4 separate regions of the Mus musculus genome follow, and all the other regions are linked to region 1. The links are chromatin contacts, called in public Hi-C, HiChIP or PLAC-seq and promoter capture Hi-C maps. All regions are on one chromosome and are shown on one strand. Each heading gives the region's core, a stretch centred on a gene start, on an enhancer-like site or on the middle of the called end of the contact. The rest is flanking DNA. Distances are from core to core; before and after follow the strand shown. Region 1 holds the start of 1700016H13Rik (RIKEN cDNA 1700016H13 gene). Region 2 overlaps Ptpn13 (protein tyrosine phosphatase, non-receptor type 13). Region 3 overlaps Ptpn13 (protein tyrosine phosphatase, non-receptor type 13). Region 4 holds the start of Ptpn13 (protein tyrosine phosphatase, non-receptor type 13).

Region 1 (2,700 bases), core at 121-2,620:
TCAGTTGAACTAGATTCTAAATCTGTTTTATTTTCTAACAACCAGAAATCCTGGAGCTGTTGAGTTGATGGTTCTAGCTTTGGGTCTCTATGGAGTTTCAGTCAAGACTGTGTATGTATGTGCACTCCATGCATGCCTGGTGCCTTCGGAGTTCAGAAGAGGGTGCTGCACACCCAGGAGTCTGAGTTGTTGATGGCTGTGAGCCACCACACGGGTGCTTGGAACCAAACTAAGGCTGGTGGGCACATTGCAGTCTCCATCTATGCTAACTGAAATCAAATCGGGCTGAACTCTCCTACACTGGTCACATAATCCATGGTGGGGGGCTTCACCCCTGTGGCACAGACATTCCCCATTTGGACTACAGACACAATGAATCGGGCTTCTATACATTCTAGTTTCTTGTAGGCACAGAAGTACCTTCTACAGATAAGCCAGCTCCGCAGTTGCTGGCGGACATCCCATCATGCAGCTCGTCCCGTAACTTCCCACAACTTTTATTTTTTCTTTTTCTTTTGGAAAATGGAGGAAGCCCGGACATGTTTTCCGGGACATTCTAGGCTCAGTGATAGATCACTATCCTGCTCTGCGTGTGTGTGTGTGTGTGTGTGTGTGTGTGTGTGTGTGTGTGTGTGTGTGTGTGTGTGCGTGTGTGTGTTCATTCTTTGCGCTAGGAGAATTTGCTAGGCAGGGCGGATGGTACTTTCCTGTAGCTCCAGCCTAGCACTTGGGAAGCTGAAATAGATTTGCTGCAAGTCTGAAGCAAGCCTGGGCTACATAGTGGTTCTAGGCCAGTCTGGACTGTTTCAACAAAAACAGAAAAGAACAGCGACAGGTAGAGGGATCAGAGTATTTAACCTTAAAAGCTCGCCCTGAATTCACTATAAATGGAGGAGTTTCATTCCTTCCCTCTCAACAGAACCCTCTGTTTCATAGCGTTGATACTAAACTCACAATGATATAACCCTTACCTCGGGCTAGAAGCTCTCAGGCCTAGTCTTTAGTTCTCATAACCCGTGAAACATACACATATGATAGCCTCTTTGCTTTATGACGTCATTTAGGCTCGACGGAGGGACACAGGGAATGTCCTGGTGTTAGCAAGGGACAACTCTAGCAAAACCCTCCCGCATAGTGCCACGGTTTGCTTGGGACCCTAAGAGGTGCCTACATGAACAGGAACACGGAGCTGTCGCTGGATCCTCGAGAGTGGGCGTGGGACAATGACTGTCACCCACTGGGGCGAAGTGACTCCCATTAGGCAGGCTGGATCTGCGCCCCGCGCGCACACAAAGCCCTTTATTGAGGCACCGGGTGACGCAGGGTAGGCGCCGGGTGAGCGCCTGATGAGCCCCGCACCTGAGCAATCAGGCGCACCAGCAAGCAGGAGCACGAGCAAGCAAGCCGGCGCAAGTCGGCGGCTGGGCCGCTGCGAGTGCGCGGCCATGTGCACCTAGCGCGAGCTGCCCTGGGTCGGGGGCGCGGCCAGGGTGCGGCTGACCTGTGGGGTACAGGGGTTCCGGGAGCAGCACGGGCTGGAAGGGCGAGGCCGGCACTCGCTACCGCGCCCTAGCCGGTTCTGTCTGGAACTGAGAGCAGGAAAGGGCCGTGCCCTTAGGTAGCCAGCGCACCCCTGGGGTTCCATGCCGGTGAGGCTGGGTCGTTGTCCCCACCACAACCACTAGGGCGCGCAGCTACGAGACCAGGCGACGGGACTCAGGAGTACTCAATGACCGCCTACCGTGCCTGGGTGCGGGGGTGGGGGGGGTGGGGGGTGGGGGGGGGTGGGGTGGGGGTTACCAACTGCAGTCTTGCTCCGGATGACCCTCGCCTGGCTTTCCCTCACCTTAGACTCTTACTGAACTGATTGAGCGACTTCCTGGAAATGAACAGAACTAGCTCGTATGTTCATGGTTCAGGTCCAGTGAATGTTTATGATTCTTGACAGCCCTAAATGCTTTCTCCTAGCCTTTGATTATTTGGCCATAAAACTATTCAAATGAGAGCTGTTAATTAGGCCTGTCGCTGTTCTTTCAGGCAAAGTGCAAACAGCGGTGCAGATGTTACATCAGGCTCCTATGTAAGGAAACCACTGTGATCATTTGTCATGGCGTATGGCTTGCCAAGAAGGAACACAGTACAAACCATTTTGAAGGGCAGCTGTTATAAAGTGTAAGTACACACATACACACACATACACACACACACACACATTACCATGGCTGGAGCTTGCAACAGGGGCTGGGCACTTCTGTTCGCATTGTTACTGGAGTATATGGAAGCACTTGAATGGATCTAGATTTTGTCTTAAAAAGACTAGTTGAAAATTATTTTTATTTTGTTTGTACCTGCCTCTGTATTCACACTGCATTTGAGCAGGTGCCCATGAAGACCAAAAGACTGTGTCGGATCCGCTGGTATTGAAGTTACAGGTGTTACAGCGTCTCTCTGTAGATGCTGGCAACCAAACCTAGGTCCTATTTGCAAAAGCTGTTTGTGCTCTTAATGGGTGATCCATCTTTCCAGCTTCCTGAATGGTACTTTTGTAAGAATATATGAACAGGGGTTAGAGACGAAGCTCATGGATTAAGAGCTCTTGCAAAGGACCTGAGATTGGTTTCCTGCAACCTCCCACAAGGTGGCTCACAACCGTCCCTAACTCCGGTTTTATTAGATCTGTCGCCCCCTTCTGGACCAAAT
Region 2 (2,700 bases), core at 66-2,565, 180 kb after region 1:
GGCTTCCAGAGAGAAAGAGCCAACTCAAAGGCAATCAGGAAATTAAGTCTGGAGAGGGAATAGCAAGAATTTTGGCAGAGAAATGGTACCGAATACGGAAAAATCGAATTATAAAGTGTGGGGGGCAGGGGGCGCAGCATGACTTTTCTCTTTTAAAAATACACAGAAATGCCACAAATGTTTTCGAAGTGGTTTTAAAGTGCCATGTAATAAATCTGGAGCAATTTTGACCACAAAACGCATTGCTTTCAATTTCCAAAACATATACATGACATTTAAGTACTGGATTCTTGAGGTAATGTAGTCAAACCACAGAATATATTTTTAAATAATTATAAAGGCTTATGCAAACCTACAAGTGAGGGGATTTTAGAGTTGCGGCTGGAATCAGTCTTTAATTCCCACTTCCTGACAACCAAACGGAAGGAACTCAAAGCAAATGTTTTCAAAATCCTTCAAAGAATGTTGGCCAAAGAATATTCAAAAAGTAGGTTCCAGAAGCTTAGAGTGAGCGCTAAGGCCTGTGCCTCGGCTGTGCGCTGACCACACTCCAAGAACACTATTATTATGAAAAAGTAAACCTGATATGAACCAACTCCAGCAGTCAACGTGGTTCTTTCTGGAGACTACTAACATTCCGCGGGAGGAGTTGCTGTTCAAGCTCAACCAGCCAGGGGTGCAGTTAGAAACTTGGTATGGAAAGAAACAACTTCAAGCACATTTCAGTGTTCTCTCAAACTAAAAACCTATCACAATTTAACAGCCCTTCTTTCTTCCTGGGCCCTGCCATTTCCTTTAGAATTCCACCTTGGACTGTGCGACTGTAATCCCGCACTCAGGATGCTGAGGCTGGAGGGCAGGCACGTTATGAGCCTGAGGACAACCTGGGCTATTTAGTAGTTTAAGGACATCTTGGGTTACATAGCAAGACTCTTGTCTCCAAAAATAAATAAAATAAAAAGGTAAATGATTGTAATCGGGCTAAAAACATGGTATAAGGGAACAGTCAGCAAAGGCAACAGGGACTAATTAAGAAATTCAGAATAAAATCATCTCATGTGCACATTCCTGCTCTAGTTCAAGCAGTTCATGGAGAGAATTTACAGACCTCTTGGTTCTATGTTCTATTAGGGTAGCTGACAAAAATCTATGTAGAACTTACTGTCCAAAACTGAAGAATTTGATAAAGCTACTTATAATACAGAATTCTCTAAATACTCAGTCCTTTTCATATGTGCATTAGAACCCATATACGTATAAATCAATCTCCTGATTCAGCTTCATACTGAAACAAAAACTGCTTGGGACAGCTATTCTCCATTTCCTGTCATCCTCCGCCACCATCTAGGCCTCTTCCTTTCTCCCTCCGTCGCCTTATCTCCCTTCCTCTTTCCTCATAGTAGCATTTTGTGATAAATTATGATCTTCTGAAATTATAGTATATACTACAGGGTGATTAATTATAAATCTAGAACTTATTTGTTCCTAAATTTTGTTCCTACTTTCTAAATGTCACTTTCTCTAACGTGAAACAGGATGGAATAAACATTCCCATTCTGAAAATGAAACTGGACAAATGCTCTCAGTGTACCTGTGACACTAACACTATCAGAGTACCTGTGACACTCATGCTCTCAGTGTACCTGTGACACTCATGCTCTCAGCATACCTGTGACACTCATGCTCTCAGTGTACCTGTGACACTCATGCTCTCAGCATACCTGTGACACTCATGCTCTCAGCATACCTGTGACACTCATGCTCTCAGTGTACCTGTGACACTCATGCTCTCAGCATACCTGTGACACTCATGCTCTCAGCATACCTGTGACACTCATGCTCTCAGTGTACCTGTGACACTAACACTATCAGAGTACCTGTGACACTCATGCTCTCAGTGTACCTGTGACACTCATGCTCTCAGCATACCTGTGACACTCATGCTCTCAGTGTACCTGTGAAACTCATGCTCTCAGCATACCTGTGACACTCATGCTCTCAGCATACCTGTGACACTCATGCTCTCAGTGTACCTGTGACACTCATGCTCTCAGTGTACCTGTGACACTCATGCTCTCAGCATACCTGTGACACTCATGCTCTCAGTGTACCTGTGACACTCATGCTCTCAGCATACCTGTGACACTCATGCTCTCAGCATACCTGTGACACTCATGCTCTCAGTGTACCTGTGACACTCATGCTCTCAGTGTACCTGTGACACTCATGCTCTCAGCATACCTGTGACACTCATGCTCTCAGTGTACCTGTGACACTCATGCTCTCAGCATACCTGTGACACTCATGCTTTCAGTGTACCTGTGACACTCATGCTCTCAGTGTACCTGTGACACTCATGCTCTCAGCATACCTGTGACACTCATGCTCTCAGTGTACCTGTGACACTCATACTCTCAGTGTACCTGTGACACTCATGCTCTCAGCATACCTGTGACACTCATGCTCTCAGCGTACCTGTGACACTCATGCTCTCAGTGTACCTGTGACACTCATGCTCTCAGCGTACCTGTGACACTCATGCTCTCAGTGTACCTGTGACACTCATGCTCTCAGCATACCTGTGACACTCATGCTTTCAGTGTACCTGTGACACTCATGCTCTCAGTGTACCTACAATAACACAAATGCTTCACAAATGCTCTCAGTGTACCTGTGACAAGGCAAACTCATTATGATGAC
Region 3 (2,700 bases), core at 33-2,532, 210 kb after region 1:
TATACAGCCATTGCTGAACTAGCTGGACCCCAGCCTGTAAGCCATTCTAATAAATGCCCCATGTGCATGCATACACACATGTATGTATATATATAGGCATTCATTCTATAAATTGTGTTCCTCTAGAGAATTCTGACTAATACATGACGATTCCTAATTTTTAACAATATTTAGAAAATTTTAGCCCATATTTTCTCAAGTTTTTATTTCATGCCTCTTTGCCCTCTTCCTCAAGGATTCAAATTTCACATGAATTATTAGGTCACTTGCAGCTTTCATATTCATTGATATCCTGTTCATTTTCAATCTTAGTAAATTTATTGTTCTGTTAATTTTTTGTTGCTATGGCAAAAATACAAACACAACAACCACCACCAACAACAAACAACTTAACAATATAAAGGAGGAAATGGTTAACTTTGGCTCATGGTTTCAGCCCATGTTCATCTGGTTCCACTGAGTGAGAGCTGTGGTGAGGCACAGCACAGATAAGGAGCCCACGCTGGAGCAAAGGGACTCACCTCACAATGGGCAGGAAGGAGAAGGAAAAGGCGAGGGAAGAGGAGAGAGCGCGGAGAGGGAGAACTTAGGGACCTATGCTCCCAGAAGCCGAAGCCCCAACTAGGCCACGCCCTCTAATAGATAACTCTGCTAAGAATTTTTCCGTGGATTAGCCCACCACTGAACATGGTCAAATGTAAGTCATCTCAATAGTAAAAATCAGTTGGTTGGGGACATTTTATACCAAACCCCAAATTTCCCTAACCGTTGCATCTCTGAACGTTTGTTTATACAGAAACACAGTTGGTATACAGCATAAAATTTATTTTAATTTATCCAACAATTTTAACATTTTTGTTATTTATAAGTCAGTCTTGATTACTGAGTTATCTTCTCATTTTTTTTTTCTGCTTATTTGACTCCCAGGGCATTTTTTAATGAATTTTATGTCGGTAAAATGTTCAGTTGACTGTGAAATTATCTGAGGAACTAGAAGTTTGATATTTTTTAGGTATTAAAGATAAGTTAAGCTTATCCAGGTCAATGCGCAGTGGGGGCAAACAACTGTTTCCTACCAGGGAACTTGCCCCCTGCACACCCCAATACCTGGGTGTCTTGAGGTCCTCCAGGCTGCTTTTGGGGGGCACGTTATCACTGGCCTAACATGAGGCAAATGCTTTTCTTCTCGTTCTTTTGTTTGGTTCCTTTTTCAAGCTTGGGTAGGTTCCCTGCACACATGAGAATCTGGTTACTCATCTAGAAACTCAAAGACTCCTTCTTCTGTGGGGCTCCAGCATCCTCCTCACCCCCACTACTCAGCGCCTTGACACCAGCTTTCTGAACCCAGACAGTCATTTCTCTACCAGGTTTCTCCTCTCTGCTGCCACATCCTGGAAACTCTCTCAATGTAGTAAGCAGCAAAATCACACAGCGCAAGCTGTGCCCTCGCCTTGGGGATTGCTGCCTTGTATTACCTGATGTTCACTGTACGAAAAATTCTTTGGGAGAGTTTATCTGTATTCCAGCTTTTGCAGGAAGTCGGGTAAAATTCATTCCTGTTATTCCATCTTTGCTGGAAGCAGAACTCTCACAAGATTATTGTATTTATTTCTCTAAACTAAGTCACAGTAAATGGCATCTCAGCCCAATTTCCCCTGATGGATTGGGGTCAGATCTTACACAGTTAAGAGGTTGGCCCTTTAGATTATTTCTGTGAGTCTTTTCATTAACGGTCTTAAAGCCGGCCATTCTTCTGTTTAAAAGGCACATTTGAAAGGAATAGTATTAAGGCTAAGGAATGTTAATGCTATGAAGAAGAATGTCTGGAAGTTTGTGCCGCCAAAGTCAATTACAACGTGATTTTCCTTCCTCACAGTTTCTCTAAGAAGGATTTTTTCTTTTTTCTTTTTCTTTTTTTTTTTTTTTACAATTCTTGCCAATGAAAAGAACATTCACAGAGACAGCACAGAGACACTGAATGCACAGGCATGAGAAGAATGGCTGGCCTTGAGGAAGACCGACAATAGAGAAATCCTAGAATCCAAGTCCCTGATACATGGACACTTGAGAGATCTTGTGTGTGAGGACTATCCTGATCTTTATACAAAACCCAGTGTTTACTTCAGTGATATAGAAGGGAGGGATAGTGACCAGCCATCTTGAATCATTCCTATCACTATTATCCTCCAATAAATGTCAAGTATATATACATAGTGAATTCACATGAGAGAAGCCAGGACTCGGGCTAGAACACACGCTGCCAAGCCAGGGCCTTGGTTTGGCCTACAGGCTTGCCTTGGTAGGCATGCAGGGCGAATGGCCACAGAATCGTTAACAGATACATACATACATACATATATATATATGTATATATATATATATATATATATATATATATATATATTTTTTTTTTTAAAGCCAATAGTTAGAAGATTCCACAAGTTAAAAGAGATTTCATTCAAAAAATCCTGGAGAAGAGTTAAGAGTTATGGTAGACCTCAAGATAAGCAGCAATAGGCCAGGGCGCCCACGTTCACTGTCAAATCTCTTGTTACCATCATACTGCTCAGGTGCCAGGCCTTTTTTTTTTTTTTTTTTTTTTTCCTCTCCTCTGGATATTTATGAGAAAAAAAAAAACTGAATGGTAATGTCCCAACACATTAAAGTATATGTTGCTAACTTAGAGAAATGCATACAGAC
Region 4 (2,700 bases), core at 106-2,605, 230 kb after region 1:
TTATGAACTTAGTAAAAAAAAAAAATGCAAGTGAAAAATAACTTGTACCTCATCACCACTACTGGCAGCCAATGAAAATGAAGCAGGTTTTGACCCCGACCCTGCCAACCCGGTTCAAGAACTTGGGAAAATACCAACGCCTGTTTCATAATACAGGTACTTTTTTTCTTCCCGTCCTTTAATAAGCTCTCTAGACAGACCTTTTTAAATCTTCCTAATTAGTTAGCAGCGTCCTTCAACCCACATATCAGGTGTCCCACATTTTCTGTATGTCCCGCCTAGAAAACAAACCCGATTGCCCCATTTTCGGAAAGGTAAACTCAGCTCCAGGCAGCTACCTATGAAGTCACCGCGTTTGTTATTTCAAAGATGCAATTAAGCGAAAATGACAGAAGGTTGTCTAAAAGATTAGTCGCAAATACGGGGAGGTGTCGATCTTACACAGGGAAAGAAACCTGCACTCTGTGACTCGCTCCCATGTCTCCCCATCCTCGCTTCTCCAATACACAACAGAAGGAAATTAAATTTCCAAAGTTCCTTGACTTTGGCTTAACTTTTAACTTTGCAGCTCTCGGCGCTCACGTTATCGAGCAAAGTGGAGAAAAGAAAGGCTGGCCTGCAGCAGAGAGAAGCAAACTTTACTAGAGCCTGTCCCCGTCCCTACCCCCTTCTCGGAGCCCTTACACAGACACATTCTTCTGGGCGGCTTCTAACCACACCATGTCCACAATCATTTACAGAAATTAGAAACAGACTCCGGGAGCCCTTCCCACCGCGCGCTCGGCGCAAGGCTGTCCGCACCAGCTCCACGGGGCAGCGTCACTCGCTGTGGCCCACAGCCCGTCGCTCCCTCCCACTCGGGGGTCTCAGCCAGGATTAAACTGCAAGCAGCTCGCGCTCCCCGCCCTCGGCGCACCAGGGATGCCACCATCCGAACCGAGGGGAGCCGAAGAGACGTCCCAGAGGCCCGCACATCCCACCCCCCGGGTCCGGCCACGCGTGCTTCTTACCGGCGCGTGGGGAGCCCCGGTGCGGCGACCGGAGCGCAGCGCGCGGGCACCGAGAGCCGCCGCCTCTTCTTCCCCGAGCTGCTTCGGGCGTGCGCAGAGAGGGTCGGCGGCGACAGAAGCAGCATCGCCGGGCGGCGACCCCCGCCGAGCTCCCGCCCGCCCGCCGCGACTTCGCAGCGCCTCAACGACGGCCGCCCGCGCGCGGCGCTGTCCAGGAGGCTGAGGCGGACGGGAGAGCCGGGGAGCGCTGCTCGGCAGCGGCGCGGAGACCTCGGAGAACTGTGACCATGGTGTGTCACCCTCGCCGCGGCGCGCCCGGCCCAGCTCCTCACGGCGCGCAGCTCCTCCTCGGCCCGACGCATCGGCCCCGCCCCTTGCCCTGTCAGTCAACCCCGCCCGCGCGCGGACAGGACCGCAGGTCCGGGACCCTGCACTCCGCTTCTCCCCATTGGTCCGCCAGGAGCCCCACCCCGCCTCCTCCCTTGGGACCGAGTCTCTGGGGAGACCTGCGCCCCGGTTGCCATGACAACCGGTGCCTTGGGTCGGGCTCCTCACTCTTCTTTTGGCCCCGCGCTGGGGTCGAGGGCGCCAGGGCAGGGTTCTGCTGTGTGCACTCTCCACTGTGCAGACTTGGGGATGAAGCCTCTTGGGCTCCCCCAACTTCAGACCCAGAACTTTCCGAAACGCGCGAGGAAGAGTGACAGACGCGAAGCTGCCGGCCCCTCCCCCTCCTCGCAGCCTTGCTCCCAGATTCTCTCCGGGCGACCCAGGCAATGAAAGAAGGTGGAGAGAGAGGGAACGTCGCCCTGCCAGCTCCCCCAGCTACACAGCAACCGAGAAATGGTGTGGGCAGTGAATCGGCTCCGCCGGGTTCCCACAGCTGTGAAGAGACTTTCAAAGGTGTGCTGCGACAGCACAGCCTCAAAGATCCCCCCGGAAAACTCAAATACTCGCGTTTTCGTGAGAAACAAGATTTTTGCCCTGATATTTTGTGAACTTGGCAACCCCAGCGTTAAAAGTTTTACGGTAAAACCACCTAATTGATAAACCATTTCTTTAAACACACAACAGCTTGGCGAAGGTGTATCCTCGTAGCGATTTCTTTCCTGCAAACTAAAACATTCTAAGTTCAATTATTTGCAAGGAAACCTTGCAGAATTCACGAGCAGAATAGCATCTTGTAATGTGGGTTTTAAAGGGTTTTTTGCTATCGTTCTCTTTGGTGCTATATAAGGTTACTAATACATTCAGTAACACATACAGGGTTAATTTTGTCTGAGATCCTATATGGACCTTTATTTACTTTAAGGATCTCCTCAAAATGGAGAGAAGAGGCTCGTCTGGCTTCTCCGGGCAAGCTGCAATCCCAGGTTCCCCAGCCCCTGAGGCTTTGGTACAGGTGTGATGAATGAGGGAATTAATTAATGATTTACCTTTGGCTACTATTTGAGTTTTCATTATCTCATTTACTAAATGAATAGCTGTGATGGATGTCTTCAAATATGCCTTGCACGTACGCACTGAATGGCATCTCTCTAACTCCATGGAAAACGAGAGCAGAAACCCAAATCCCTGTCCTCAAGGAGTCAAACATGGAGCCTGAGGGAGAAAGCTAGCCCTCCAGGAACAATCTGAAACCTGGGACCAAAAGGTTTAGCCAGTACAGCAGCAAAGGCATACCAATGGAGGA

The links. Promoter capture Hi-C pulls out the DNA fragments that hold promoters and counts their contacts. A called contact is a pair of places that touch in the nucleus more often than the background predicts. HiChIP or PLAC-seq counts read pairs in DNA pulled down with a chosen protein or histone mark.
Region 2: an H3K4me3 HiChIP or PLAC-seq map of bone marrow-derived macrophages shows a contact between it and region 1, with 4 times the contacts expected there. The contact joins the enhancer-like site here to the promoter of 1700016H13Rik in region 1. A contact is called at or near these places in 2 of 39 promoter capture datasets (liver and stem cell-derived epiblast-like cells), 2 of 15 datasets of contacts at CTCF or cohesin (both in the NIH/3T3 cell line), 4 of 484 Hi-C or Micro-C datasets (MC3T3-E1-derived osteoblasts, group 2 innate lymphoid cells, neural progenitor cells and 1 more), 1 of 115 datasets of contacts at active chromatin or transcription factors (bone marrow-derived macrophages) and 3 of 9 other capture datasets (adipose tissue, liver and macrophages).
Region 3: a contact with region 1 is called in a Hi-C map of Th1 cells, with 2.4 times the contacts expected there. The contact joins the enhancer-like site here to the promoter of 1700016H13Rik in region 1. A contact is called at or near these places in 10 of 39 promoter capture datasets (the 3T3-L1 cell line, 3T3-L1-derived adipocytes, the C10 cell line and 6 more), 3 of 15 datasets of contacts at CTCF or cohesin (CD8 T cells and embryonic stem cells), 23 of 484 Hi-C or Micro-C datasets (the C2C12 cell line, CD8 T cells, the G1E-ER4 cell line and 12 more), 10 of 115 datasets of contacts at active chromatin or transcription factors (bone marrow-derived macrophages, craniofacial prominence, embryonic basal ganglia and 5 more) and 5 of 9 other capture datasets (adipose tissue, embryonic stem cells, liver and 2 more).
Region 4: a contact with region 1 is called in a promoter capture Hi-C map of hematopoietic stem and progenitor cells. The contact joins the promoter of Ptpn13 here to the promoter of 1700016H13Rik in region 1. A contact is called at or near these places in 16 of 39 promoter capture datasets (the 3T3-L1 cell line, 3T3-L1-derived adipocytes, the C10 cell line and 10 more), 2 of 15 datasets of contacts at CTCF or cohesin (the NIH/3T3 cell line and embryonic stem cells), 17 of 484 Hi-C or Micro-C datasets (the AtT-20 cell line, B cells, the C2C12 cell line and 8 more), 17 of 115 datasets of contacts at active chromatin or transcription factors (craniofacial prominence, effector CD8 T cells, embryonic basal ganglia and 8 more) and 5 of 9 other capture datasets (adipose tissue, embryonic stem cells, liver and 2 more).

The regions. Positions count from the first base shown.
Region 1 is chr5:103,654,394-103,657,093 of GRCm38.p6, reverse strand. It overlaps 1700016H13Rik (RIKEN cDNA 1700016H13 gene), which reads left to right and starts at 1,370. Exons shown (of 4, transcript NM_028824.1): 1 at 1,370-1,649; 2 at 2,038-2,172. The coding sequence starts at 2,108. It overlaps Gm42138 (a long non-coding RNA gene), which reads right to left and starts at 1,397. Exons shown (of 3, transcript XR_880498.2): 1 at 972-1,397.
Region 2 is chr5:103,471,511-103,474,210 of GRCm38.p6, reverse strand. The region is part of intron 2 of Ptpn13 (protein tyrosine phosphatase, non-receptor type 13); the gene reads right to left. Among named protein-coding and RNA genes, the nearest start is that of Ptpn13, 48 kb to the right of the region's middle. Within about 2 kb of position 1,315, at least 13 of the 459 cell types and tissues checked have an H3K27ac peak or open chromatin away from gene starts, as enhancers often do. A contact at or near this core is called in bone marrow-derived macrophages and group 2 innate lymphoid cells, where this site is marked.
Region 3 is chr5:103,440,968-103,443,667 of GRCm38.p6, reverse strand. All of the region lies in intron 1 of Ptpn13 (protein tyrosine phosphatase, non-receptor type 13), which reads right to left. Among named protein-coding and RNA genes, the nearest start is that of Ptpn13, 17 kb to the right of the region's middle. Within about 2 kb of position 1,282, at least 22 of the 459 cell types and tissues checked have an H3K27ac peak or open chromatin away from gene starts, as enhancers often do. A contact at or near this core is called in CD8 T cells, Th1 cells, Th2 cells and 1 more, where this site is marked.
Region 4 is chr5:103,423,847-103,426,546 of GRCm38.p6, reverse strand. Ptpn13 (protein tyrosine phosphatase, non-receptor type 13) reads right to left here and starts at 1,355. Exons shown (of 48, transcript NM_011204.2): 1 at 1,011-1,355.